Linked DNA regions of Sus scrofa: all the other regions are linked to region 4. A link is a contact called in public Hi-C data. All regions are on one chromosome and are shown on one strand. Each heading gives the region's core, a stretch centred on a gene start, on an enhancer-like site or on the middle of the called end of the contact. The rest is flanking DNA. Distances are from core to core; before and after follow the strand shown.

Evidence for each region. Hi-C and Micro-C count contacts between places; a contact is called where the count stands out from the background.
Region 1: a contact with region 4 is called in a Hi-C map of liver, with 2.1 times the contacts expected there. The contact joins two enhancer-like sites. A contact is called at or near these places in 2 of 47 Hi-C or Micro-C datasets (embryonic fibroblasts and liver).
Region 2: a contact with region 4 is called in a Hi-C map of liver, with 2.0 times the contacts expected there. The contact joins two enhancer-like sites. A contact is called at or near these places in 6 of 47 Hi-C or Micro-C datasets (liver, skeletal muscle and subcutaneous adipose tissue) and 1 of 2 datasets of contacts at active chromatin or transcription factors (skeletal muscle).
Region 3: a Hi-C map of liver shows a contact between it and region 4, with 17 times the contacts expected there. The contact joins two enhancer-like sites. A contact is called at or near these places in 4 of 47 Hi-C or Micro-C datasets (embryonic fibroblasts and liver).

What each region holds. Positions count from the first base shown.
Region 1 is chr16:46,859,579-46,862,278 of Sscrofa11.1, reverse strand. The region is part of intron 2 of LOC102159645 (a long non-coding RNA gene); the gene reads left to right. Among named protein-coding and RNA genes, the nearest start is that of SLC30A5, 420 kb to the left of the region's middle. Within about 2 kb of position 1,353, at least 1 of the 83 cell types and tissues checked has an H3K27ac peak or open chromatin away from gene starts, as enhancers often do. A contact at or near this core is called in liver, where this site is marked.
Region 2 is chr16:46,836,735-46,839,434 of Sscrofa11.1, reverse strand. The region is part of intron 2 of LOC102159645 (a long non-coding RNA gene); the gene reads left to right. Among named protein-coding and RNA genes, the nearest start is that of PIK3R1, 400 kb to the right of the region's middle. Within about 2 kb of position 1,339, at least 12 of the 83 cell types and tissues checked have an H3K27ac peak or open chromatin away from gene starts, as enhancers often do. A contact at or near this core is called in liver, where this site is marked.
Region 3 is chr16:46,916,114-46,918,813 of Sscrofa11.1, reverse strand. The region is part of intron 2 of LOC102159645 (a long non-coding RNA gene); the gene reads left to right. Among named protein-coding and RNA genes, the nearest start is that of SLC30A5, 370 kb to the left of the region's middle. Within about 2 kb of position 1,328, at least 10 of the 83 cell types and tissues checked have an H3K27ac peak or open chromatin away from gene starts, as enhancers often do. A contact at or near this core is called in liver, where this site is marked.
Region 4 is chr16:47,188,769-47,191,468 of Sscrofa11.1, reverse strand. All of the region lies in intron 1 of LOC102159961 (a long non-coding RNA gene), which reads left to right. Among named protein-coding and RNA genes, the nearest start is that of SLC30A5, 95 kb to the left of the region's middle. Within about 2 kb of position 1,383, at least 8 of the 83 cell types and tissues checked have an H3K27ac peak or open chromatin away from gene starts, as enhancers often do. A contact at or near this core is called in liver, where this site is marked.

The DNA.
Region 1 (2,700 bases), core at 104-2,603, 330 kb after region 4:
TTCTTTCATGTTTTGTATTTTTATGTCACTCCTGTCCTTTCTCATGATATTGTTTCATTGCTTGTGCCTGACTGAATTTGAGGCTTGGATGGATGCCAGATGGCTAATAATTCACTCTAATAAGACAAGGGGATGTGTTAAAAATGGGCAAACATCTAGAAAATGTGTCTGAGATCATTTTGGTTCTCTCAATTAAAGGCATGACTCTTGTCTTTTTCCCCAATGGATTTTGGAATTCCCATGCTGTGGTTCCTGGCAAGTTTGAGGGCAAGCAATGTAAGATATCTTTCCACAAACACATAAAATGAATAACCATCTTTAAAAAACAAAAAAACGAGAGGGGTCCTCGGCTAGTCCCAGTGTAGACTGAGAATTGAACTGAGTCTAAGTAATGGCGGCGGGGGGGGGTCACGATGTCTGAGAAAAAATGATAGAGAAGATAAAATCCATTCTGAAGAGCTAATGTAAAAGAGTCATCATTTGTTGCATGCCTACTCTGTGTCCTCCAGCATCTTATATGATAGATAATTCTTGTCCTTGTTTTATATCTTTTGAAAGATAACCAACAAGCTAGTCTTATAGAGGTGAAATTATTGGCCCTGAAACATATAGCTAATAAGTAGAAGAGCTGGACTTTGAACTCTGATTTGAGCTGAGTCCAAAGCTAGAAATAGCAACAAAAAGCTAGTATTATTGAGTACTCATCTGGACAAGTATTGTGCTAAGTGATTTACATGTATTAGTTCTTTAGATATGACAGCATATATCTGAGCTAAGCACTTCTATTTTAAAGATAAGAACATAGAAACGTAGTGCAGCTAAGTAGCATGCCCAAGGTCACACAGCTAGTAAGTTGCAAAATCGGGAACTGAATCTGACTTTGACACCGGTACTTTTTCTCCATGAAGATCTTTTCTTTCTTTTTAAATATTATTTTAAAAAGAAAATCATTTTATTTATGATTATGAAATGCTCACACTTATTGAAATTTCAAATAATACACTGCTGTTTGCATCACTCCATGCTATTTGCTCCAGACATATGTTCTGAATCAGCCGTTGTCCTTGGGAGAATTTAGCACCCTATTTCCACTCCTCATAGTTTGAAAGTTATCTTTTCCTCATGAAAATATATTTTTGGGGTAACTACTAAGGAATGATTTATGTAATTACTAGGCAATCTTGGTGTTGTCAAGCGTGACCCAAGTACCTGGAAAAGTTAATAAGTGAGTGATTGTTTAATTACTTAACTACTAATGATTTTCCAGGAATCGAACCATTTGGTTTTGCACCTGAACATTTTTTATTAAGTCACTTGGAAATAACCAGTGAGACAGCAGAGTTCTGAGCTCCAAAGGTCATTGCATTAGGGCCACCATTATTGATTCCACCATGGGGGTTCCACTAAAATATCGACTGGGATATTGACCAGTTATTTTAATGCATTCTCTCTTTTAGTGGGCATGAGTAACATATTGAATGATCCAAAAAAAAAAAAAAATTGTGCTTTCCAAATCTTGCTCCCTAAACTGGAAGCCTTTTCTTTGATATGCTTACATTTTCTTTCAATTGGTGATCTTACTAGGAAATGATTTTCCAGAGCTTGGGCTTATATTAAATTTGATTATATAGACAATGGATGCCAGATTTCAGAAATTCTTTTGATACATAGAGATCCTTTGTACTTGAGCATTTCCCCCAACTCTTTTACCAGCACATACTCACACACACATATATATAAAACCCTACCACCCAGTTTCTCCCACCCTTCACCTGATTGGTTTTGAGATACTCAGCAAGGACAGGAGGATAAATAGTTCAAAGAGTTATTAGAAAGAAACTAAGGTGAGGAAATATTTCTTCCTGGATACAAGGTGAAGGTTTCTTGTCCTTGGAGTGGGTCCTCTTAGCAGGTGTCAGAGTCACCTGTAGGGCTTGTTAAAACATAAGTTCTGGGGGCCCACTCCCAGGGAGTCTGGGATAGTGGATCTAGGGTGGACCCTAAGAATCTGTATTTCTCATAACTTCCCATGTGCTGCTGATTGTAGTGGTTTTAAAACATGGCCACCAATTCTTCCACACTCCTCCTTCCCTCTGAGCTCGCCCACAGGTCTACTCTCTATCACCTTCATATTCAGTTAACCAATAAGGCATGTAGATTTTACCCTTTAAACATTTCTCAAACCTGCTGATTTCTTTGCAGTGACCAAATTCCTACCCTCTTCATCTCTCACCTGGACTACGATAATCATCTCTTTATTCTTCTCTATGCCTCTAACAGTACCCTGCCTTAAACCCATCTACCCCTCTGTGTACAGTGTCATATTTAATTTTAAAATCAATTCCTTATCTTTCCTGTAACATTCTCATTCATCTTTTAACACTCCAGAAACTGTATCTTCAAGGAAGCCTCCTTTGAAACTCCTGCTGGGTCAGATGGTTCTCTCTGTCTTACATATCCCCCTGTGCATACTTTTAACTTAGTTTATTTTCCATTTGTTGAAATTGTGGGCAGTGGTTTCATCCATTAAAATATAAGTCCCTTCAGGCAGAAACCATGGCCTATTTGTCTTCCTACCCCAACCACCTATGATAGGAAGATAATAGTTGCTTAACAAATGTCATACCACACTAATCAGTGACACCAGATTAGGTGGTGAGGACATGACAGCATACAGTTTATTCATTTATTCATTCATTC
Region 2 (2,700 bases), core at 90-2,589, 350 kb after region 4:
TCCAGTGAGCATTTCTTATTCATTTGCTGCTTTGTGCTAGTTTCCTAGGCTAGACAGCACATTGGCTTTGGTTCAGTTCTTACTATCTTGGTGAGGGAGGAGGTGAGCAGCTCACCTTTCCCTCAGGTCAATGGATTGCTGCCTTTTATGGTGCTGGGGCAGGCTGAGTTATTCAATAACTATTAGGCATTTCCACTGAACTCCCAAGGCATGTAGGCAATTTCGGTGTTTCAGGAACTTATTTCCCCACAAATACATTTGACACTGAATCAAACCTGGATGAGCCAAATTTTATTTTTCCAAATTTGAGGGATGGGTAAACCTGGCTTTGTGTTCAGTTCACTGAATATCTCAGAACAATTTTTCAAATGTCCTGGGTTTGGCCAAAACCAAATCTACTCTGCCAAACATTTTATTTAATTTAATAATAATAATAAAAACCTCAAATTATATCCATATGTTTGATTCACTTTTTGCACTCAATCCATCAAAATATTTTGTAAGAGTTATCTGAAGTCCAAGAGGACTTCTATGCCATTAGAAAAAAGAATGAGCCAGTGTAAGCTTTTCTCATCCCACGTTTTTTTCCCCTGCTCATGGGGAAGTTCTGTCTTCCCAGTCCCCATCTGACTCAAGCCTTATCTGTACTCTTGCTCCGCTCCCATTCCACACCAGTTCTAGTCTTGTCTGATCACTAATTGAAGTGACTCCTAGAGACGTTATCCACTTTGCCTTCCCTGTGCTGACTGAGGAGGAAATAAGTAAAAGACAGGAAAAAGTGAAGAAAAAACCCTGTAGCTTTTGCTTTAGGAAGGAGCCCAGTTGCTATAGTAACTTGCATCTTCTGTGACCATGGAATTGAATGAAGAGACATATTCCCACGTATCTGTGGGTATATTTGGTGTTTAAAGGGGATAAGAGAGATGGTCAAAAGCTCCCCCTTCTAGATATGATCTACAGAGGTAGCTCCAACAGAAAGATTTGGGGAAAGAAAGAAAACCAACTACTGGAAAGCTGCTGGCTAACTTCTACTGATTTAAAGTTTAAGATAGATTGGACAGGAAGACATGCAGCTGGCTGATTGGAAAGGAGACTGTAGGTTCCATACATTGATGTATTTACTTTGTAGGCTAGCTGGGCTTCTCTGGGCACCTGATGATCCACTGGTGACTGAAGAGAAGGAGGGAGGGTCAGAAAGGGAGGCTGGTAGCCTTGGCTGCTCTCTTCAATGAGGTAATCCTTTCTCAGTGCTGCACTGCCATCCCTGTGTCCGCTGCCAGTGCCCCGAGAGCTCCAGATGCAATTGATCTCATTATAGATCAGAACAGAGTTGGCTTGGACAGCCTGTTCTTTCCTAGTGGTTAGGACATAGCATATTTTTCCTCCCCCTCCCTCTCTCCCTCAGCCCTATCTTAGTCTCTTGGCTGAAGGTTCTTTTGTCTTTGGATTAATCTAGGGTTAATCAGAGTTTATTTACTTGCCGCAAGCCTTGAGCTGACAAGGTAGACACAGTCTTCAGATATCTCTGAAAACCCGCTCCCATTGTCAATGTGTGCTCTAATTTGTTTAACCTATGTCTATATTGGACTCCAACTGACCCGAAGAAACTGGGCACATGGTTTAAGATTAAATCAAAGGTTAGTTCTGCCCTTATCTTAGATGGAATTCTCATTCTGATGCTGACTTGCCAGGAGGCTTCTCAGTACTTTGTTTCTCTTAGAGAGTATTGAATAGAGGAATCATGGGACCTGAAAGGAATTTCAGCCGCTCTCTGTCTTCGCCTCCAGTAAGGACTGCACTTCAGAGATTCTCCTCTGAATTTTAAAAAGTGAAAAACCAAACAAAACAAAGTCCCTTAATAGCGAGCTCCTTCTTCAAACTGTCTAGAGAGAAACCCACACACTCCTTGCTAACGTGTTCCATAATTTCTGTAATGAAAGGCAGTCCCTAATGAAGGTAATTATGGGGGGCAGAGATGAGGGGTGATGAGTTGCCTTTCTTTCCGAGGGAAAGTAAGCAGTAAAAAGCAAGAGCTGAACACAGTTCTGTGGTTTGTGAGTTTGCAGAACTTTTTCCTTACCTGGACCCCAGAAACAAGCTCTAGTTTGACTCTGAGTTTCTTGGTATGTATAATGAAGAGCCCTCAGTTTCCTTACAACTCTAAGATTGTTCTTGTTGGTAATTCCATCCACTTGGGAAATCAGTTGTTGGATTCAGAAGAAAAATGCAATTGCTGACCACTGGTTGTTTCACATCCGTCTCAGAAATCTTCCTTACTTGCATGCTACCCAGACAGGATATGTAGACTTTTCTTTTTGGGGTCCATGCTAAAGTTTCATGCTTTAGAGTTACTAGTAGAGTCTCCTAAACTTTTTCCCTCATTTTTTTCTTTTTTTTTTTTTCCTCACTTGTGGCATAGAGAAGTTCCCAGGCTAGGGATCGAATTGGAGCTGCAGATGCTGTCCTAAGCCACAGCCACAGCAATGCCACATCTGAGCCCCATCTGTGACCTACACTGTGGTTCACCGGCAACACCAGATCTTTAACCCACTAAGTGGGGCCAGGGATCAAATCTGTGTCCTCATGGATACTAATCAGGTTCGTTAACCACTGACCCACCATGGGAACTCTGAGTCTCCTAAACTTTCTGCCACCAAAGACAAACACTAGCCCCTGGGAAACCATGAAGCCTGAGAGTCA
Region 3 (2,700 bases), core at 79-2,578, 270 kb after region 4:
GTCACACAAACATAAAATTGCAACCGTGACAAGTGACATGGAAGGGAGACCTTTGGGGAGTATAAGAGCAGTTGTCCAGTGCTCCCTGCAGGCCTGGCTTTGTGCTGAGACTGTCACACATATTAATCCTGGTGCCCCTTACAACAGCTGTTTGATGTAGGTGCTGATGTGCATGCCCATTTTGCTGACTCTTAGGTGGGCAAAAGTCACACACGTAATAGGTGGTAGAGTTTAACTTCTGAATCTGATGAGTTGTCCTCAGAGCCTGAGCTTCTACCTTCCATCCAAGATGCCTCGAGCTGACATCTGCAGAATGAATATATGACAACTGGTTAAAGAGGGGGAAGGGGAAGTGCTCCAAGGTGGAGTTAAAAGTAAATGGTTAGACCTTGAAGCAGAAAAGAGAGTAGAGGACGTAAAAAAAGGCCTGGGTGGTTGGAGTAGAGAGAGTGGTAGGGAGGGGAAAGAGAAGGTGGGTGAGGTGGCAGGATCCCACCGCTCCCAGGCCTTGCAGTCCAGGTTAAAGAGATCCAAGGGGGAGGGGGAGGGAGTGGGATGGACTGGGAGCTTGGGATTAATAATGCAGACTATTGCCTTTGGAATGGATTAGCAATGAAATCCTGCTGTGTAGCACTGGGAACTACGTCTGGTCACTTATGATGGAGCATGATAATGTGAGAAAATAGAATGTATACATTGTATGTGTAACGGGTCACCATGCTGTACAGTAGAAAAAAAAATAAAGTATTGGGAAAATAAACAAAAGAGATTCATCTTTACCCAGAGAACTGTGGGGAGCCCCCGGGAGTTTTCAGTAGGGAGGGGACACTGAGGTTTTCCCTCATGACCTATTTAACGTTTACAGCCACCCAAGGAGGAAGATGGGAGCCATTTCACCAAAGAGATGGCGGGGGGGGGGGGGGGGGGGACACGGGGAGACAAATGCTTTGAGAAGGCCACAAGATTGAAATGGGCATAGCTGGACTTTCCACTCAGGCTTGGCCATTTTCAAGCCCATTCTCCTAACCACCACAGCCCCAGCACCCTCTGTTCCAGGCTCCTTCGGCACTGAGCATACCTTCCCCAATGTCACCAGTGAGTTAGGTTGACACCCAGAAATTCTGCCCCTGTGGACTTGGATGTCTGAACACAGACAGGATTCCATGCATCTCAACAGTCATTCTTTAACTTCTCAATTTTTGAGTCTCTGTTTATTTTCTTGCGCTCCAGCTCCAATTCACCCTTTCACCGCGGCACCCCACCCCCCACCACTCAGTGCTGCCCTGGGACACTGGACACGTGACCTCCGATAAGAATCACTCCATTCAGAGGAGCTGGCAGGTGGATGTCCTCTTTGCTCAAACATGCGTGAAGGTCTCCACTCCCTAGATCTCATGGCTGTGGAGTTGGGAACTCTGGCTGGCCCTCCTCTGTTCTTTTGGAGATAGTGCGTTTCTCCCTCCAGGTAAACTTCAAACTAGTGTTCATTTAAATATTAATTTGCAATTGCGCCATCTCTTCTGTGATATTACCACAGTCTGTGGCAATTAGGCTGAGCGGGCCTCCTCGCTCTCTTGAATCGCACGTCAAGGCAGCGCGGGGACTTGCTGCCGAGTCCGATCCTTCCTTTCACGCCATCCGAAACGCTCTGCACGGCGAACCACATTGAAATGAGCCCCTTCATCTTCCGCATGGATAATTAAACTTCAAACACTGTTTATCTCAGTCCCCAAATCCTCCGAATGCAGAAGCAAATTAATTTTAAATCTATATCTGCTTTAAATAGTAATTGTTTAATCAACAGGCTTGATGTATAATTATATTCTTTGTTCGTTCTCCCGGCAGGCTTGAATAGACCACATAATTCCTGGGTTGCTTTCATTTCTGTAATTAGATCATGTGACAGACCCTCACTATATTACAGTTGACTCTAGTTACTTCTCCCCCCACCCCCTTCGAAGTTCTAAAACGGTTTCTCATGAATACTTAGATTATAACAGCTCAGCTTAACACCGAGCTGTGAGTGTTTTGCTTTAATCCTTTATTCTTCTTTCACCTAATAATTTACTCTGGAGCAAGTGATCTTACTGGTGGCTGCTACACTGGGCTGGCTGTATCCTTGCAGAATTAAGAGTTCTTGTCCTTATTTTGAACCAGTTTCCCTAAAGGAAAACCCTTTCGGACCACCACATAGAAACACACTCTCTGGACTCTTTGAAGCCACTGTTATCCTTGTAGAAGAATGTAAGGTTCAAACTGAACAACAAAAGCATATACTGGGCTTTTGTTTTTTAATCATCTGTGGCTTCATGGAGAAAGAGTAAGTCATTTTCCTTATTAGAAAGAGCAGTTTTGTCTCCAAGAATTTACTTTACTTGCTTGGCTTCATCCCATAAAAATGAGAGCTGGATATTAGATAATTAGGTCAACATTGAGATCGTTTCACTAATTGGAATTTGTTTGTCCCACACAATATGCCTGATTTTCTATGGGACTGAGCTAGAAATAGGATGGTTCAGCCAATCTGGCTCTTTCAGCTTCTTTTATCACTCATGTCCTCTGGCTCATTATCTTTCAGATTTTATTTCCCAGAGTTCTTATAATTCTTAATATTTTTCTTCTTTTTGTTATTGAGGTATGCAAAATTGAATAAGGCATCTCGAGCATGATCCAATCAATAGTGTGTAAATTGAGGGAAGT
Region 4 (2,700 bases), core at 134-2,633:
CAAGGAGTAATAGCGCATTAATCCAATAATACTCACTAACGCTTTCAGATTAGATTATATTAGATTAGCTAGGTGTTACCTTGGAAAAGGCAGTGCTTTGCCTGAGGGAGTGAGACACAGAAGAAGCTGACTGGGAGGGAAGATCTGGAGTCTGGGGCGCAGTGTGGACTGTGGGCAGCCAAGGGCACTGGGGGGCAGGAGAGAACTGCTAGTCACCCGTGTAGCTGCTGCTGCTGCTGCCTCTCCTGCTGCTGGGGAGAGTTCCAGCGGGGCTCTCCGGCTCCTTGCAACCTTAGGTCCTACGCAGGTTATTCTGTGGAAGGCTGTGTTCCCACAGTTGCTTCTTTTGCGGTGAAATCCAGGAGGGTGCTTGGTGCTGCAGAGTTCTCAGCTGCATCACTGGTACCGCCTACCCTCCAGGCCCCTCTCCCCATTTCCAGTGTGGGAAGCTGCTCATCCTGAAAAGAAAAGAAAAGAAAACCACTGTTCTGGTTGTTGGAGTTAAGCCCAGCCAAGAGATGGCTGCTTTGGGGCATGAAGGCAGAGATAACCTAGTGACTGTTCCCCCGTCTCCAGGTGATGACTAAGTCACCTGAAGCCAATGTTACTAAGCCTTATCCTCCTATCATGGGGCATCCTGAGACCACAGAAAGATAGGACTTACTGAAGATCAAGACACAACGTTGTTTCAGTTTATTTTTTAATTTTTTTTTTGTCTTTTAGGGCTGCATATGCAGCATATGGAGGTTCCCAGGCCAGGGGTCCATTCAGAGCTGCAGCTGCTGGCCTACGCTAGAGCCACTGGAACGCGGGATCTGAGCCGTGTCTGCCACCTACACCACAGCTCAGGCTGATGCCAGATCCTTAACCCACTGATCGAGGCCAGGGATCAAACCCACGTCCTCAGGGATGCTAGTCAGGTTTGTTAACTGCTGAGCCACGACGGGAACTCCTTGTTTCAGTTTAATAGATTGTGCTGGCGGGGAATCTTAACATAAATTCCACAGAATGCTTTTAGTGACATTTTCCTGGCTCACCTATCAGATGGAATCAGAGTACATGGCCATTTCCCCGCTGGAACAGCCGAGCTCAGGCTCACCTAATTTTGATGGAAGCATCTCGATGGCGTCACACATCGTATGGGAAAGCTGGGAGGCCAAAGTTGCACACTGTAGCCCCTTCTAGGTTCTTGGGCTTTGCTGCAGGCTGGTTATAACCTCTAGGGGGTCCCCCTTCCTCCAGCTCCTGGCAGCCAGGCAGCCATCCACTTGAATCTAAAGTAAACAAATGTCCACTTGCAACACCCACTGGCAAGGTGATGCTGCCAGGTGGGGTGATGGGACTGAAGGGCAGGGGCAGGGCTGAGGTCAGGTCCAGCTGGTCTGGTTTTAGACTTCCACCCTGCCCTGTCCTGACTTGTCATGTGGAAAGGGTGTGGAAAGGAGGTCACCTCTGTGGCTAGTGCCCTCAGCCCACGTTGGATTTGCGTTTGGAGGGTGAGCTGGTGCTGTGCCTGTGGAGGGGGCCTAGTGGAGAGAGAGAGGAGAAGAGGGTATACTGGGGCCATTCAGGGGCTAAGCTGCTTGTCATGGCACTGGCTGGTTGTGTGCATGTTAAAGAATACATTAATATGGGAAGTTTCCACTGTGGCTTAGTGGTAATGAACCTGACTAGTATCCATGGGGATGTGGGTTCAATTCCTGGCCTTGCTCAGTAAGTTAATGATGTGGCGTTGCCATGAGCTGTGGTGTAGGCATGTGTAGGCACGTGGCTCTGGCTGGCATCTGCAGCTCTGATTCAACCCCTAGCCTGGGAACATCCATGTGCCACAGATGTGGCCCTAAAAAAAAAAAAAAAAAAAAGGAATACATTAATATAATATGGGTATCCACAAGTCATAAGAGAATGAGGATTAGAGAAATTGAAGACATTTTGAATGGGTCACTTATTTATTGTATTTATATCCAATGGTCCTGTGGGCACCTCTTAGAAGTAACATCCCCAGAACCAGGTTTGTATAAAGAAACCCCGTATTAGCTCTGGGTGGTCACTGACCAGTGGGTTTGGGGTTGGGGGTTCGTTCAGGTGGCCAAGGAGTTTCTTGCCAAGTCTAAGATTCTCCAAATTATCCTGGATTTGTTAGGTGAAACTTTCTAAAAGCCTTTGCAGGGAATTCTGCAAATGACATTGCTCACAGTTGCCACTTCTCCTCCTTGGGAAGGTTATCCTTTGGTCTCTGGAGTCAGTGTGGAAATGAATGTGTATGGGCTCACTTAGGTAAATCTTTTAGAGACACTGGGATCAGTTTGGCTGAAGTCTTTATGTACTCTTACTGGATGCGACCCTGACATGCTAATGAGGGTCAGGCAGAATGTTATTGCCCTGGATTCATTCTCCCTCCTGGAGGAATCGTCTTTATTTAAAGCAGGATGGTTCATAGTTTGTCAGAAGAAACATGTTAAATGTCTTGCGGAAGGAAGATGTCACCGAAATGGCTTTCCATGTGCTTCTTAGAATCAAAAGTCTCACTTATGACATAGGTTGAGTTCATGAGGATTGGCGAAAGTAGGTTTTTATTAGAAATATTTTATTATATGGAAAGAAGGGATCGTTCTAAATCTAAATGCTATTTTTGCCTATCGTGTTACTCTCCCCAGAGTCCAACTAAGCATGAAAACTTCTTTCAAATGCTTAAGAATA